Regions from separate parts of the Mus musculus genome. Here region 2 is linked to region 1. A link is a contact called in public HiCAR-type data. All regions are on one chromosome and are shown on one strand. Each heading gives the region's core, a stretch centred on a gene start, on an enhancer-like site or on the middle of the called end of the contact. The rest is flanking DNA. Distances are from core to core; before and after follow the strand shown. Region 1 overlaps Gm39767 (a long non-coding RNA gene). Region 2 overlaps Apbb1ip (amyloid beta (A4) precursor protein-binding, family B, member 1 interacting protein).

Region 1 (7,415 bases), core at 1,947-4,446:
AAACTGTTAATTTTAGAAATGCTTTAGGTTTATGGGAGTACTTTGAAGGTAGTAGGAGGCTGTCTTAGTCAGGGTTTCTTTTCCTGCACAAACATCATGACCAAGAAGCAGTTGGGGAGGAAAGGGTTTATTCGGCTTACACTTCCATACTGCTGTTCATCACCAAGGAAGTCAGGACTGGAACTCAAGCAGGGCAGAAAGCAGGAGCTGATGTAGAGCCATGGAGGGATATTCCTTACTGGCTTGCTTCCCCTGGCTTGCTCAGCCTGCTCTCTTATAGAACCAAGACTACCAGCCCAGAGGTGGGACCTCCCCCCACCCCCCTTGATCAATAATTGAGAAAATGCCGTACAGCTGGATCTCGTGGAGACATTTCCCCAACTGAAGCTCCTTTCTCTGTGATAACTCCAGCCTGTGCCAAGTTGACACAAAACTAGCTAGTACAGAGGCTTACACATGACCCACACTAACTCCCCTTGTTATGAACATCCTACTAAGGCACATTGGTCATAGTTAAGGAGACAGTGTCATGATATTATTGTCTGAAGTTTGTTCTTGATTCAGAGTTCTGTTGTGCTTGCCTGTTCATCTTTTGTCTTAGGATCCTGCCCAGTATCCAGCATCACATTTAGTTAGTCCTGAGGTCCACTGTCCTCTTGATTTCACCATCTTCCTCCAGTGTTTCCAGGCTCCTCAATCTGATGGCACTGACATCAGGAGGAATAGTTTATGGCTATTTACACTGTCCTTGAGTTTGTTTCTCTTATCATAAACAGGCCTTTAGGCAGGAAGACTGTGAAAATAGAGTACTATGAACAAGACTTGCCTTTGATGATGTTAACCCTGATCTGCAGTAGAACCTCAGGGTTTTCCATTATAGAAGTGTTTATTTCCTCTTCTTACCATTGATCATTATATTGCAGTCACCTTATTGGGACCTAATAACAACACAGATCATCTGGAATGAGAAATTACTCTATCTCCTCCTACTAATTTATATCAACAGAGGCTTGTGTGTATTCACTTTCGTTTTGAGCTTCAGGCTAGTACTTCATTACAGACTCTGTTTAGTTATCCATGCTCCGTGCACTGAGAGCTCTTTCAGTTAACTCTTGTGTCCCTGTGAGACATCCTCACTATTGGGTTTGGGGGTATTGGGTACTTCCTTACTTATTGCTCATCTCTATATTTACTTCCAGTTCTACAAAGGCTCTTACACATCTTTGTGGATATTTTATATAGGTAGAAGTGTGCAGTAATCTTTGGTCTTCTGGCTTCTATTACAAGGTATACTGTCTAGCTTTTCTTGAACTGCAACATGTTCTGGCACTTCATTTCTACATGTAACAAGTAGATATTCTATTTGGGTAGATAATGCTTACTCCTTAACATGCATGGTTGGATTTAGTCTGCTAATATTTCTGAGGATGTGTGTGCCATTCCTGGGGATATTGGTATACAGTTTCCCTTTTTATGATAGATTTGTATGACATTATAAAGGGATACTATTAGCCATATTAAAAGAGCTAGGAACTGTTTCATACTCTTGTGTGCTTTTCAGTTTTGGAAGTATCTCATCTTGTCTTATCTGGTAAAATCCACTGTGTACCCCTCAGTGTGTCATGGCAGACAACTTTTACTAACAATTTTTTCATGCTATCTTTTATATCTCTCATTTAGAAATAATTATTTATTGCATATTGTCTCTGTATGTAGGTGTGAATGCCTGTAGAGACAGAACAAGGTGTTGGGTCCCTAGATCTGGAGTTACCAGTAGTTAGGAGCCATCTAATGTGAGTACTAGTCTTCTGCAAGAGCAGTACAAGCTCTGAAACTCTGAAACAGCTCATCTTTTTGTCTCCTATTTATTTTTTCAAATATCTATTTTTTTCTTAAGATAGTTTGAAATTTTGACAAAAGTAAATCTTGGCTCTTTTAAAGGATCAACAAAATTGATAAATGATTCACTAGACTGAATAATTAAGCAGAGAGAGAAAGAAAGAAAGAAAGAAAGAAAGAAAGAAAGAAAGAAAGAAAGAAAGAAAGAAAGAAAGAAAGAAAAAGATGATACTGAGATTAGGGACGAAAGAACACACCAGAACTAATGCTACAGAACCAGAGATGATTGTAAGGGATTAATATAAATAACTGTGTTTCAACATACTAGATAATCAAAGTGGGATAAACAAATTTCTAAGAAGACAGACTTACCTGGAAATGGCTCAGACTGATCGCTGTTGTATTAGTCACTTTCTTGCTGTTGTGACTAGATACTTGACAAAAGCAGCTCAAGGAGGGTGGTTCTGGTTAGAGTATCTTGGTGGAGAAGGTATGGCACTTCTATGGCTCCAGCTGTGATATCACTGCTGTGACATGACTAGACACATCCCTTCAGTCAGGAATTAGGGAAGTAAGTGCTGGCCTTTGCTTCTGCTTCATATTTAGTGTAGGACTGCGGTTTATTGAGAAACCACACAATGGAAATATAAAACTAGACTATGGCAACAAGAATTGCTTTAAGGTAGCTCATTTAACCCAAGCAGATGGCATATACCTGTAAGCCCTGAAGTGAGGAGGAAGGTCACCCTGGGTTATGTGAGGTTTTATGAAGGAGGAGGAGGAAGATAAATAGGAAGATGAGAATGAAGCTTGTAGTCCTCACAGGACTTCATTATCATAGGAGGGAGCACCATCCATTAGCCTTGAGAAACAGGAGTTGTTGTTGACCCCTGTGAGCAATTGATGAACAGTGTCTGAGGAGCCACCTGTGGCGAGAATGGGGGACAAGAAACACAAAGAACAGACATCAAGTCTGATTGATCAAGCTGACAAATGTTATTTTTCCCAGGCAGGTTTTATACCCAATAGAAGCAGGATATGGGGAGGGGGATGACACAGATTTGCTTTGTTTCTGGGGGAACACACTTGTTCCCAGAAGCAGGATATTGGCTAGATAAAAGGTTCAGCAGGAGGAACAGAACAGAGAGAGTTGCTAGGTACCTGTCCACAATATGTATAGTTATTTGTTCTTAATTGGGGGTAGTACTTTCCTCCAGAGGCCTCAACTTTTACCACATAAATCTTAACCAAGCGAGTACTTTTCCACTAAGGCCAAGACTTCGTAAGTAAGCACTTATGACTGACAAGGTAATTAACATTCAAACAGGGTTGCTCCCAATAGTTAGAACTAACAATGAGGTCAGTTCAGGTGTAAAGTCATGGTGATTCATTTGCAGTCACTCTCTCTCTTCCCAGGGTTTGGGGTGGAGGTGGGGGAAGATATTTCTGTCTCAAGATAAAACTCTTCAAATTTTCAGACAATTTGAAAGCACATGGAAGAAGGGCAGCAGGTGTTCTGAGACAAACAAAGCAGAATGGAAGGTGAAGCATAGCTCTAAACCACGCTTTTTTTTTTTTTTTTATAGCAGGGGTTGTATTCAGAAAGCCTTTGTATTATGTTGGTGACCTCAAAGCCTACCACTCTAAATGCACTACTCTGTGTATGTGTGTGTGTGTGTGACCATCCTGAATTCCTGTACCAGTTTCTAAGAAGTTTGTAAACACCCAGACTACCTTTCTCTCCTGGTTTGCCACAAGGAAACTTGTAGTGGGCTATGGAAAATATCTACTCAGACTCTGTAAGTCTGGATGCAGGTCTGTCTAACCATGGAAACCTATGACTCAATCCAAACAGATCTTAAGGAGAAGCTTCTAGATTAAAGAACAATAGTAAGTCAAGAATTTCCTTGTTTCATTTCTTTAGTGTTACATTTGCTCCTCTTTATGGTAACAGAAACCATTAGAATTGTTACTAATGTTTACTGACCACACACCACAATTTGGGTATGGCTCTAAATGTCTTACTCGTTGAATATTTAAAAAATAAGGTAAATTTTTCTTTCAACAGATAAGGAAATGGAAACACTGAAGGTGTGGCTCAATAGTGAAGGATCCATCTGTAACACTGTCTCAAAGAAACAAGTAAATAATGGCAATGAACAGAAGAAATTTTTAAAAAATGGAGATGCAGTAGTTTTTAATGTAATTCACTCAGGGGTGGGAGAATATTGTAAAAAGAGAAGGAAAGAAAAGAAGAAAGGGAGAAGAATGGAAAGGGGGAAGAAAAGGAGAGAGAAAGAGAGAGAGAGAGGTATTAACCAGTTTTGCATTGTTATAACAAAGTATCCAAGAACGATCAACTTGAAAACTTTGTATTAGCTCAAAAGTTTGAAGATCTTATCCAGGAATGGTTAGTGTTCTTGCTTTGGGGCCTATGAAGAGGAGCATATTAAAATATAGTGGGAAATCATAAAGCCAAACCACTCCCCTAATGACAACTTGGAAGTGAAAAGAGAAAGAGGGATGGATTGGGTCTCACTACTCATACCCACTACCTGCTACCCACTACCCACTATCCACTGCCCACTACCCGCCACACACTACCTGCTACCCAATATCTGCTACCCAATACCTGTTACCCACTACCCACTACTTGCTACCCAATACCCAATACCCAGTACCTGCTACCCAATACCTATTTGTTATCACTCATTAGTACTCCCCCAAGTGGCCTTTCCAAACTTCCAATGTCTCCTTCTCCCTAATTTCATCCATTTTCCAAAACTGCCACCTGAGGACAACGGTGGAAGATATCAGGACCAAACTTCTAACAAGGAATGTGAAGGGAGCTATAGTGAAGCAAGGGGAGAGATGGCAGCTTTTCCTTTTTTATTCATGGTTGGGACTCTTGCTCTGATGTAGTAGAAAATTCCAGTTGTAACACATGTTCTTTTTACTTAAAATATTACTCTGTTGACTTATTCATCACGTGTTCTGAATACTTTTGGGGAGCAGAAGAACAAAGCAAACATTGTGCCTGGTGGAAAAAGAAACAATGCAAGAGTTTTAGAGTAGAGAGCCATCTAGTGGTCATGAGTGAGACAGACCACATGCTAGAAGATCTGAAGCAGTTCAATGAGAAGGGAGGAGCAGAAAGCAACTGTCAAACATTCCTAGTTTCTACCTCGTTTATTCAGGGTCCATTTTCTGGGACACAGTTTTAAAACCTTGGAAGTATATTTTATCATTCAAAATGCATGAGAGACTCAAGCACCCACAGAAGACCAAGTGACAACTGGACATTTTAAAAATATTTATTTATTTATTTATTTGCAACAAGGTCTTCCTATGTACCTTTGGCTGGCCTAGAACTCACTATCTAAATCATGCTGGCCTCAGACTAATAGAACTCCATCTGCCTCTGCCTCCGTCATGTGTGTGTCACCATATCCATCTGATGAGTAGACTTTTGCTGCCATAGGCCAACGAGCCTCAACAGAAGAGGGGCTTGCAATCTATCACTGGGCTCTTAACCACTGGCTACCTCTCCAGTACTAATTTTCATCTTTTTTTTTTGTTTCCATCCAGTACAATGTTGAATGGATTTGGTGGTAATGTCTCATTTCTGGTTCCCGAGGAATAGTGCATGATGGTGTCTGCACATACCTTATGTGTGTGCTTAAATCTTTTTGCTTTGTTTCCCCCTCCCTCTCTTTTACTTCTAGATGTAAATGGGAATTTTCATCATAGATTCTTTTAATAGCACACTCAGTGAAGTGGAGGGCAGTAGGATGTTATTAAGATTATTTACTAAGTCTTATCAACTACTTGTTACATTTTTGCATTTATTGTGATCACTATATGATGTTTGTTCTTTATTTTTCTAACACCAAGGAAGTTTACTTTAGTGTAGAAGATAGAATTCATTACATTGTAGTACGTGTGGGCAGTGGCCAGAGACCAGAGCAGAGCACTCTCCCAGATAATGGCATCCAAAAGACCATTGCTCCAGATACCTGCTGTGGTAGCATCATGAGTGAAATGTGAATGAACACATGCGTGTCTTTATGCAATGACAGAATTTATTGAGCACAGTCACATGGTTTGGCACTTTACAGGAATGTTTTTACATGTGTGTAAGTGTGTGTGTGTACATGTTTGTGGGTGTGTCTGCATGTATACATGTGTATGAGTGTGTACGTGTCTGTGTCTGTGTGTGCGAGTGTGTGTATATGTGAATGTATCTGCAGGTGTATGTGTGTGTGTGTCATGCACTTGTCACAGTGTGCATGTGGATGTCAGAGAGACAACCTGTAGGAGTCAGCTCTCTCCTTCCACAATGTGGATTTGGGTGACTAGACCCATGTCATCAGTCTTGGTGACAAGTGCCTTTGTCCTCTGAGCCATCTCAATAGGTCACAGGTATAACACTTCCAATAACATCAAGTTGCCAAATATCCCTGCTCTTGTTGATAGCTTTGACTAAAGAGAGTACAGTTTAGTTTGTTCCTAAACTAATCACTAATATTAACTTTCAAGTTATATAGTACATGCATATAGTAATTGTCATATATGGTTATATATGTGGGTTACAGAATGGCTGTAAAGGATTAGGAGGCTGCAGCAAATTCAAGTTTCAAAGATTCCCAGAAGTCAGGGTGTGGTGTTTTGAATGAGATATCCCCCATAGTCTAGAGTATTTGAATACCTTGTTCTCATTTGGAAAGGCTTGGGAGGTGTGGCCTTGCTGGAGAAAGTATGTCACTAAGATGGCCTGTGAGCGTTTAAAGATTGCCACATTTATAGGTCACTCCCTCTATTCTGGGTTTGTGGTTTGAGACACAAGCCTCAGTGTTCCTGCCACCATGCTTTTTCTCTGCCAGTATGGAGTCATGAGAGCCTAAGCAAACTCCTGTTTTCTATAAGTTGTCTTGGACATGGGCTTTTTAATCTCAGAGGTAGAAGAGCATCCAATACACAGGGAACTGACAGAAACTGCACTGATAGATTAAGAAACAAAGCTGAGATGGAAGTCTTGTTGGAGAGATTCAGCTGCTGAACCTGGGGTTATGCTACAGGGTGGGAGTCGAGTTGCAAACGTGAATGAAGAGATGGATGGGCAGCAGGTCCTAATGGGTAAACAGGGCAGGCAGTTTGAATAGGCTCTGTCAACAGTGAAGAATGAGTCCAGCTGAACACTGGAGATAGGGATTTTCTGCATATTGGTTCCTTGACACTCATAATGGTTATCCAGATGACAGGTCAGTGGGGGGCATTGCCATGTAGGTATCCACCTGTTTATGGGATTCATGTGAGAGGGAATTCATGCCCCTTTCTTTCTGGTGCTTCCCACAAATGATTGGGACTGCTCCTCTGGATAAGTCAGTGTCCCCTTTCAATCTCAAGTCATCTTGATAAGTTTATGAAATGGTGCCCTTTCTACTCCTAGAAATAAGTCCCTTATCAGCCTGTGCCATGTGGTGGTGCCAGACAGATGGTGCAGTTCACATGTCTTCCCAGGTACAGAGTCTGTCTCCATCATCAAGGAGTCAAAAGCACTTGTGTTTCTTGGGGAG
Region 2 (7,415 bases), core at 2,689-5,188, 860 kb before region 1:
ATTTTTGGTAAATCAGACATTGGATTCAGGAGTACAAGAGTATTACTGTGTTGTCTATCTAGCCTTGAACTTGGGATCCTTCTGCCTCAGTGAGCAAAATGATAGGATTTTAGTGTAGTAGAGAATTCATAGTTTTAAGAGCTTTTCCCCTCCTTTTAGGTTTAAAGTTTTGTTAGTCTGTAAATTCAATCATCTTACACACCTATCCTTTCCTTCAAGAAAACCGTATTTCTGGAATGGATGGGTAAGAGCCACAGACAGTTCACATTTACACACACACACACACACACACACACACACACACACACAAGTATGAGGACATGAGGCTGTGCATGTGTGGTACTTTCCAAAGGTCAAAGGAGAGAACGCCCAACCATGAGGCTGAATGTGTTATTGGGGTTAGCAGCCAACAGCTGGGGTGGAGGAGCTGTTGCAATGAGGCGCTGCGTTGCAAAACAAGCCATGTTCACACCAGGACTGGGTGGAGTCAACATCTTTTCATGAGTCTGTTATTTCTGGGTTCTTTTTGTGCCTTGGGAAGAATATCACATTGTTGGTTAAAGGAAAACTGGAGTAGTACTTTACCAGAGTTATACTATTCTTCTCTCCTGGAGAAAGAAGGGTGTGCTGGAGGAGGGGCACATTCAGGCTAAACTGACGTTTCTCAGTGGCCATGGAATTTTCCTAATGCTCAACTATCTCTTCAGCTTCAAACTCAAGCTTCAGGTATTGACCCCAAAGACTTTTTCTTTTTCACATAAATAAACTTCAATTACATATATTTGAAAATCCAAGTACTATGTTTATATATATATGTTCAACAGGACATATACTTAGATTAACTTCACACATTTAATTCAGTTTGAATGCAGTCTTCATTGTTGTTTACTTAGTAAATGCTGCCATGGTTTTGAATCAAGTCAGAGCAGCCATTATCCTACCTGCCCATAGAAGCCATTTTAAAGACCCTCGGGCATTTCCATGCAAACTGCTCCCACTCACTATTTCTTCTTCTGCAACCCCAACACTCCAGGTTTGGCGGGTGACCATTTGTCACTCATTAGTCTGAGTTAGAAGTTGGTATGATCCTCTTCTCTTCCATTTTCCCACCTGGCGAGTCAGAAAATCCTGTTGGATTTTCCAGTGGATGTTTTCTCCTCTCATTCTTACTGCGTGGCCATAGCTGAAAGCTTCATCTATCTGCTCGTCCAGCTTCCAGTCACCCTGACTTCCTGTCCTCAATGACAGCATAAGCACTGAATTCAAACACAGTCATGAACTTGTCACATTCCTGCTTAAAATACCTTCCATGGCTGACCATGAGCGAGTGGAGGAGCTCTGTGCCCACTGTGTCTTCAGAATCTTCCAGGAACTTCTCCTACCCACTTCTTAAGGCTCAGTTCTTGCTATGCAGGGCCCTTTATGCCATATGAATAGACTTTGTGTCATTCTTTTAGTCTCTGTGTATACATTCCTTATAAATAATATCCTTTGTTTATGCTTCATAAAATTCGAGTTATTCAAAATCCAGCTTTCATGTCAACTGTTCAATGCTGTCAGTAAAACCACTGGACATTTGTCCTCAGCATATAGTCAATTCTGGCCTCAGCGACCACCTCAAGAAGGCATCTAACTTCCTGGTGCCTCAGTGTCCTTGTCTGCAAAATGAGGAATAATAGCATACATCTCACAGAGTTGCTGTGGCATTTATGTAAGAGTTCATATAGTCCTGCCTTAAGCCTGCAGTCACAGCCTTTGACATAACAGCACCAGACTCCTTTGGTTACTATCTTAGAACTCTTCAGATTACTGGGAACTAAAAATACTAGGGAGCAGTTACTAAGGATGAGAACTTACAATTTATGTCTTCCAAACTGTCCTGCTGATTAACCCCCATCCCAGACAGGAAGATGTGGGCTACCATCCAGCTAGTAAGCTATACACAAAGCTCCCTACCACCTCACTGCCTAGATGCTTGACATGGTTCCTGTGGTACCACATCAGACATGCAACATGGCAGTGCCTGATGATCCTTAGAGCTTAACAAATCCCATCTTTCCTGACTGTCAGGTCAATTAAACAGGAAGTTGACTTTAAACAGTTTTTTTTTAAAGTGTATTTTTTTAACAAAATATGTGTATGTGTAGATGTTGTCCCATGTGTTCAAATATCAGAAGAGGATGATAGATCCTCTGTTGCAGTTATGAACTGGTTCACAGAAAAAGCACACTCTCAACCACCAAGCTAGGCCCAGAAATGCCTGCTTTTAGCTGCTGTCACAGCTACAGGCTTGCTTTAAGCCAAGGGTCTTAGTTGCTTTGAGAACATTAGCAACTTGACTGGCACTGCAAAGGGGTTTAACTTTTCTAAGCCAACCCCAGGCCAATCAGTTTTACAAGTCATCAATTGCTAAGCTGTCATTTAATAAATAATATAGGCTACTGTCACTTAGCATTTAGGCAGTCAATTGCAGGCCAGTTTGAGCTCTATGGTTATACCTTGTCTCTATTGCCGTGAAAGAACAAACAGAGAAACAGGCTGTGTATACAGGTTTGTCTAATTCCACTATTCAGGGAGCAGAAAGAAAAACTCAACGTCAGTATGGATCTCTTTAGTGAGATCTTGTCTGAAAAGTACAAAACCAACCAAGAAAAATTAAAAAGAAGAAGAAGAAGAAGAAGAAGAAGAAGAAGAAGAAGAAGAAGAAGAAGAAGAAGAAGAAGAAGAAGAAGAAGAAGAAGAAGAGAAAAAGAGGGAGGAAAAAAAAAAGTCCCTGAATTGTTCCCATGCTATTCCTAACTCATTTTAACGCCATGAGCAGATGATACATCTTATTTTAAAAAGTAAAAATGAAGTAGCTTTGGGTTGAAGGGATTCTTCACTGGTTATGAGCACCTGTTACCAGGTTTGACTCCCAGCACCCACATGGTTACTCACAACCATCTGTAACTCCAGTTCCAGGGAATCTAGTGCCCTCTTCTGATTTTCTTGGGCACCAAGCACACATATGGTACAAAATTATACATATAGGCAAAACATTCATAGCATAAAGTATGAGAAATAAATCTTTACTTTACAAAAGAGAATACTGAGGTACCCAGTGCTTAAACAAGGTTGAGCAGTCAATAAATATGCATTACATGGTTAGAGGCTTAACCCCTGTAAGACTTCCTGTGTGGGTTTCTGTAACTGCAATTATCCTGGGCCTACACCAAAGATTAAGTATTTAGAGCTTACATACCATCTTTGCAGTTAGAAGATGGTAAAAAAGATGATTATATTGTTAGACTGATTTTTTTACATTACAGGTGAACAGTATTTTGAGTCTATAATCAGCTTGTCATAATTAAAATTAATGAGAAACAACATTTAAAAATCTGAGGCTCTCTTAGCAACAATTTTCTTCTGCCTTCATTATTTCTAAGCTTTAAAAATAGGCAGCTGATAATAGCTTTTCAAGGAACAACTGAACATACCACAAAGATAGATTAAAAGGAAGCAAACTTTTTTGGAAACTACTTCCGTGAAATTCAGTATGGTGGCACTTGGGAAATGGGTGCAGATGATTTGTAAGTTTGAGGGAAGCCTGAACTACATAGCAAGTTCCAGTCAGTCTCAGCGACATAATGAGACCTAGTCTCAAAAAGAAAAAAAATTTCAGTCACATTTAGTTGGTGTCACACCTGACTGGTGTCACAATTGGTGTGAAATACAAAGTGCAGAATCCAGCCGAACACACATGTCAGCAGAAGTTATGAAGTTGTTCCTTTATGATATGTTTGGTGATCAAGTTACATTGTTGAGCTTGACCTAATTTTTTTTCAGCATAATTTCTTTTTTTCTCCCCAAAATGTAATGAAAGCTTCTCCTGAAGAGGAAGTGGTTCACAGAACAGCACAGCACGTGGTTTAAGGTTGCTGCAATGTTTAGGGGCAGAGGAGGAAGCCAAGGTAATGTGAAACAGGAAACAGAGGTACCTCCAATGTAACAGAGAAGACAAACTAATATAACTTGACAAAGAACTAAGAGGAATTCAGGGGAGTTGTTTGACCTGCTTTTGCACAGTGTGCTTGAGATGAATGAAAACCAGCTCCTGAGATTGCTGGACAGTCACTGTGCTCATGAGACAATAGAGACTAACCACACTTGTCACAGGGGAAACTCGCAGGGACACTGCATTTGTACTTCTGTGTGTGGTCATGTACCAACGTCCAACACAACAGCTCACTTTCACAATTATGTCATGGGACAGTGAGATGAAAAACAGTTGTAAAAAGAAAGTCATTTGGGAATGGCATGACTTCGTTCAGTAACTTAAATACTGACAGGCTGCTTTAAAGAACAAGAGGTTGGCATGTATGTGTATATGCATGTGTGTGGGCACACACACACACTCACACACACACTCCACACTGAGCAATGAGATGGGCTACCACAGTTTTAAGAGGATATGTGTGTGTATACACACATGAGTGCACACACCAATTAATTAATTTTTCAGCTATTCTGGTTGTGTAACTCCGGCTGACCTCAAATTCAAAATCCTCCTGCCTCCACCACCCTAGTGCTAGGGATACAGGTGTGAACCATCAGGTCTAGGAGCTTGACTTTCAAATGTACATACTTCCAACCTGCTTCTGTGTGAACAGAGCCAGGCACTCAGCCAGACCAAGCTCCCCAGGGGCAAAAAGAAAGATGATTCAATCAGACTCCAAGTTACTGAACACAACTCATCAAGGAAGCATCATGGAGCACAAGGAGACCAGGCCAGGTCAGAGGAGTACCACACTCTACCATCCTCTCATCTGAAAGGCTTTTCTGGATCTCTGGGACACAGGTTGCAGACTCATTTCAGTTGAACATACAGAGTGTGAAAAGATCCTTCTAAACCTTGGGGTGTTTCTTAAGTTCCCCCTTTATTACATTTAGAATGTCTATATAATGAATGGGGAACTGTTCTGAGTTTGAATCTCTTGTGACATAAAACAAAATTGTAACACAGTTTAGAATTTTTTTGAAGAACAAATCCAGCAAATATTTATTGACAGCCTTTGTAGATAAACTAGGCATATTGATGTTCAATAAACAAAACTCCTGGGGCTAGTCAAGTTTATTCATTGGCTCACACTTGGTCTGCTGCCTTCTGAATGTACCCCAGTTCAACTTTTGTTCCTGACATGTCACCTACTCTCTGGGTCAAGATTACCAATGAATCTCACATGACCACATGCGACGGTTCCATCATCAGATTCAGCATTTAACGTTGCGGGTCATCCCTCCATATGTGAGGGTTCAAGATCCATAGAGTCAACCCATCATGGAGCAAAAGTATTTTTCAAAGAAACATGAACCCTCTTCTAAAGGTGTGAAGAACAGTGTGGATCACTGTTCTCTCTCTGGGAGATCATCCTGGTTGTCATCCTTGTGCTTGGAGTGGGGCTAAGGCCTGCTTTCCCTATCTCCGTGTTACACAGATTTTAGTGGGAGCCTCCCTATGATGAATGCCATGGGCTTCAGACTCCATCTTCTGTGCTAGGGAGGAGAGCTGGAAGCAATGCTTTGGGAGGACTGGGAACTGATGCCTGTGTGGTTCCAGCCCAGCTGCCTGAGCCCTGGGAGTGGTGTGTACTTGGCCATGTGTAGTGATTGAGGGCTGTGGTTCTCTCACATCTTGCTCCTTAGTAAGAAGGGTTGGCAGAATAAGAAACCACACAGGAAGTTACAAATGGGGCCTCGCTGTGGGGCCTCACTGTGGAGTACATAGGGGCTAAAGCATCTAATTATTGAACTATCAATCATTAAAACTAATTTAGCACCAGGCATGTAATATATGCTATTAACCTTAAGCCTTACAAGAGTGAGGCAGGTGGATTACTGTGAGTTTGAAATCAGCATTTGGAGGCATAGGGAGTTTGAGACCAGGCTGTACTACATACAATAAATGATCTTATCTCAAAACCAACCAACCAAACAACTACACAAATTAAAAAGACAAACCAAAAACTAAACCAAGCCAAACCAACAAAAGCAATAAACAACCCCAAACAAAAGAACTGAGTAACTAAATTAGAGGAACAGTTAAATCCCCTGTCACCTTTACTAAACCTGTACTTCAAACCCATCCTCCTCCAAAGAGGTCACGAAGTTAAGATGGCAGAAAACATGTGTCAAGGAGCTGACTGGTAATCGAAAATTAAAAATTACTTGATACAGTGTTTTTCATGTTAAACTGTGTTATGATTTCCTTCTTGCCCAAAATAAAATAAATATTTACATGTGTGAGTTGTGTGTGTCTTTATACATGTGTAGTGTGTCTTTATATGTATCTTTGTGTGTCTGTGTTGGTGTGTGTGTCTGTGTGTGTATGTGTAGTGTCATCATGCGTGTGTGTGTGTGTGTGTGTGTGTGGTGTGTCTTTTTGTGTGTGTATTTGTGTTGTGTGTATGTATTTGTGTATATGTGCTGTGTGTGTCTTTGTATGTGTGTGCTTATGTATGTATGGTATGTGTCTGTCTGTGTGTTTGTCTTTATATATATGTGTGTGTGTCTGAGTGTGTGTCTGTGGTGTGTGTGTGTGTTTTTATGTATGTCTGTGTATGTGGTGCGTGTGTGTGTATGTGTGTATGGTGTGTGGTATGTGTGTGTGTGTCTTTGTGTGTGTGTATGTGCATGCTGGAGATGGACCGCAGGACCTTGCATGTGTTAAGTATTTTCACTGAAACTCAACACGTTCTATTTGTTTTGGTTCTTTATTTCCCATCCATAGTTTTTGCTCTATGTTTTTTCAGAAGACAGCCTCACACTGGAGAGACCCCAACTTCATTCTGGCTAAGCTCAGAGCCTCTCCTTCCAGCCCTCACCAAGCCTCCTCAATTCTCCCTGGCCTCTTACTTTCTCTGGCCTCAGGGTACACTCACCTCCTTCTCAGCAACCCCAGGCTTTCCTGCTGACTCCTGGTATGGTAACTGCTGTCAGCTCCTGAGTGGTGTTAGGCCACACAAGTCTCTCTTTTGAAGCACCAACCATCTAGTCAGCACCACCCTAGTTCAGAGACCTTCCTAGACCTAGCTCAAATTAGTTCTTTTCTAATATCCACCAATACCTTCCACTCCTCACTTCTGTTTACAGTTCCCCCACCCCCAGAATGTAAGCCCAATGTGGGGTTCACTTTTTGTTTACTATTACAGTCCCAGTAAATAGAACAATGTAGATTATGGCAGTGGTCAAATGAATAGCTGTTAAATGAGCAAGCTCCCTGAAGGCAGGAGGCCAGGCTGCCTTCTTCATCCATGTATTCTTATGGTGACAACTTGGTCATGTAAGGTCTTTACACAAACATGTTAGAGAAGTTAGTAAGTTAAGGAAGAAGCTGGGAAAGGAAAAAGGGAAGAAGATAAATTTTATTGTGTTGCTGA

What was found. HiCAR-type assays count read pairs that join an accessible place to other places.
Region 2: a contact with region 1 is called in a HiCAR-type map of Th17 cells, with 15 times the contacts expected there. The contact joins two enhancer-like sites.

Annotation. Positions count from the first base shown.
Region 1 is chr2:21,938,847-21,946,261 of GRCm38.p6, reverse strand. All of the region lies in intron 2 of Gm39767 (a long non-coding RNA gene), which reads left to right. Among named protein-coding and RNA genes, the nearest start is that of Gm39767, 22 kb to the left of the region's middle. Within about 2 kb of position 3,196, at least 3 of the 459 cell types and tissues checked have an H3K27ac peak or open chromatin away from gene starts, as enhancers often do. A contact at or near this core is called in Th17 cells, where this site is marked.
Region 2 is chr2:22,804,029-22,811,443 of GRCm38.p6, reverse strand. The region is part of intron 1 of Apbb1ip (amyloid beta (A4) precursor protein-binding, family B, member 1 interacting protein); the gene reads right to left. Among named protein-coding and RNA genes, the nearest start is that of Apbb1ip, 33 kb to the right of the region's middle. Within about 2 kb of position 3,938, at least 112 of the 459 cell types and tissues checked have an H3K27ac peak or open chromatin away from gene starts, as enhancers often do. A contact at or near this core is called in Th17 cells, where this site is marked.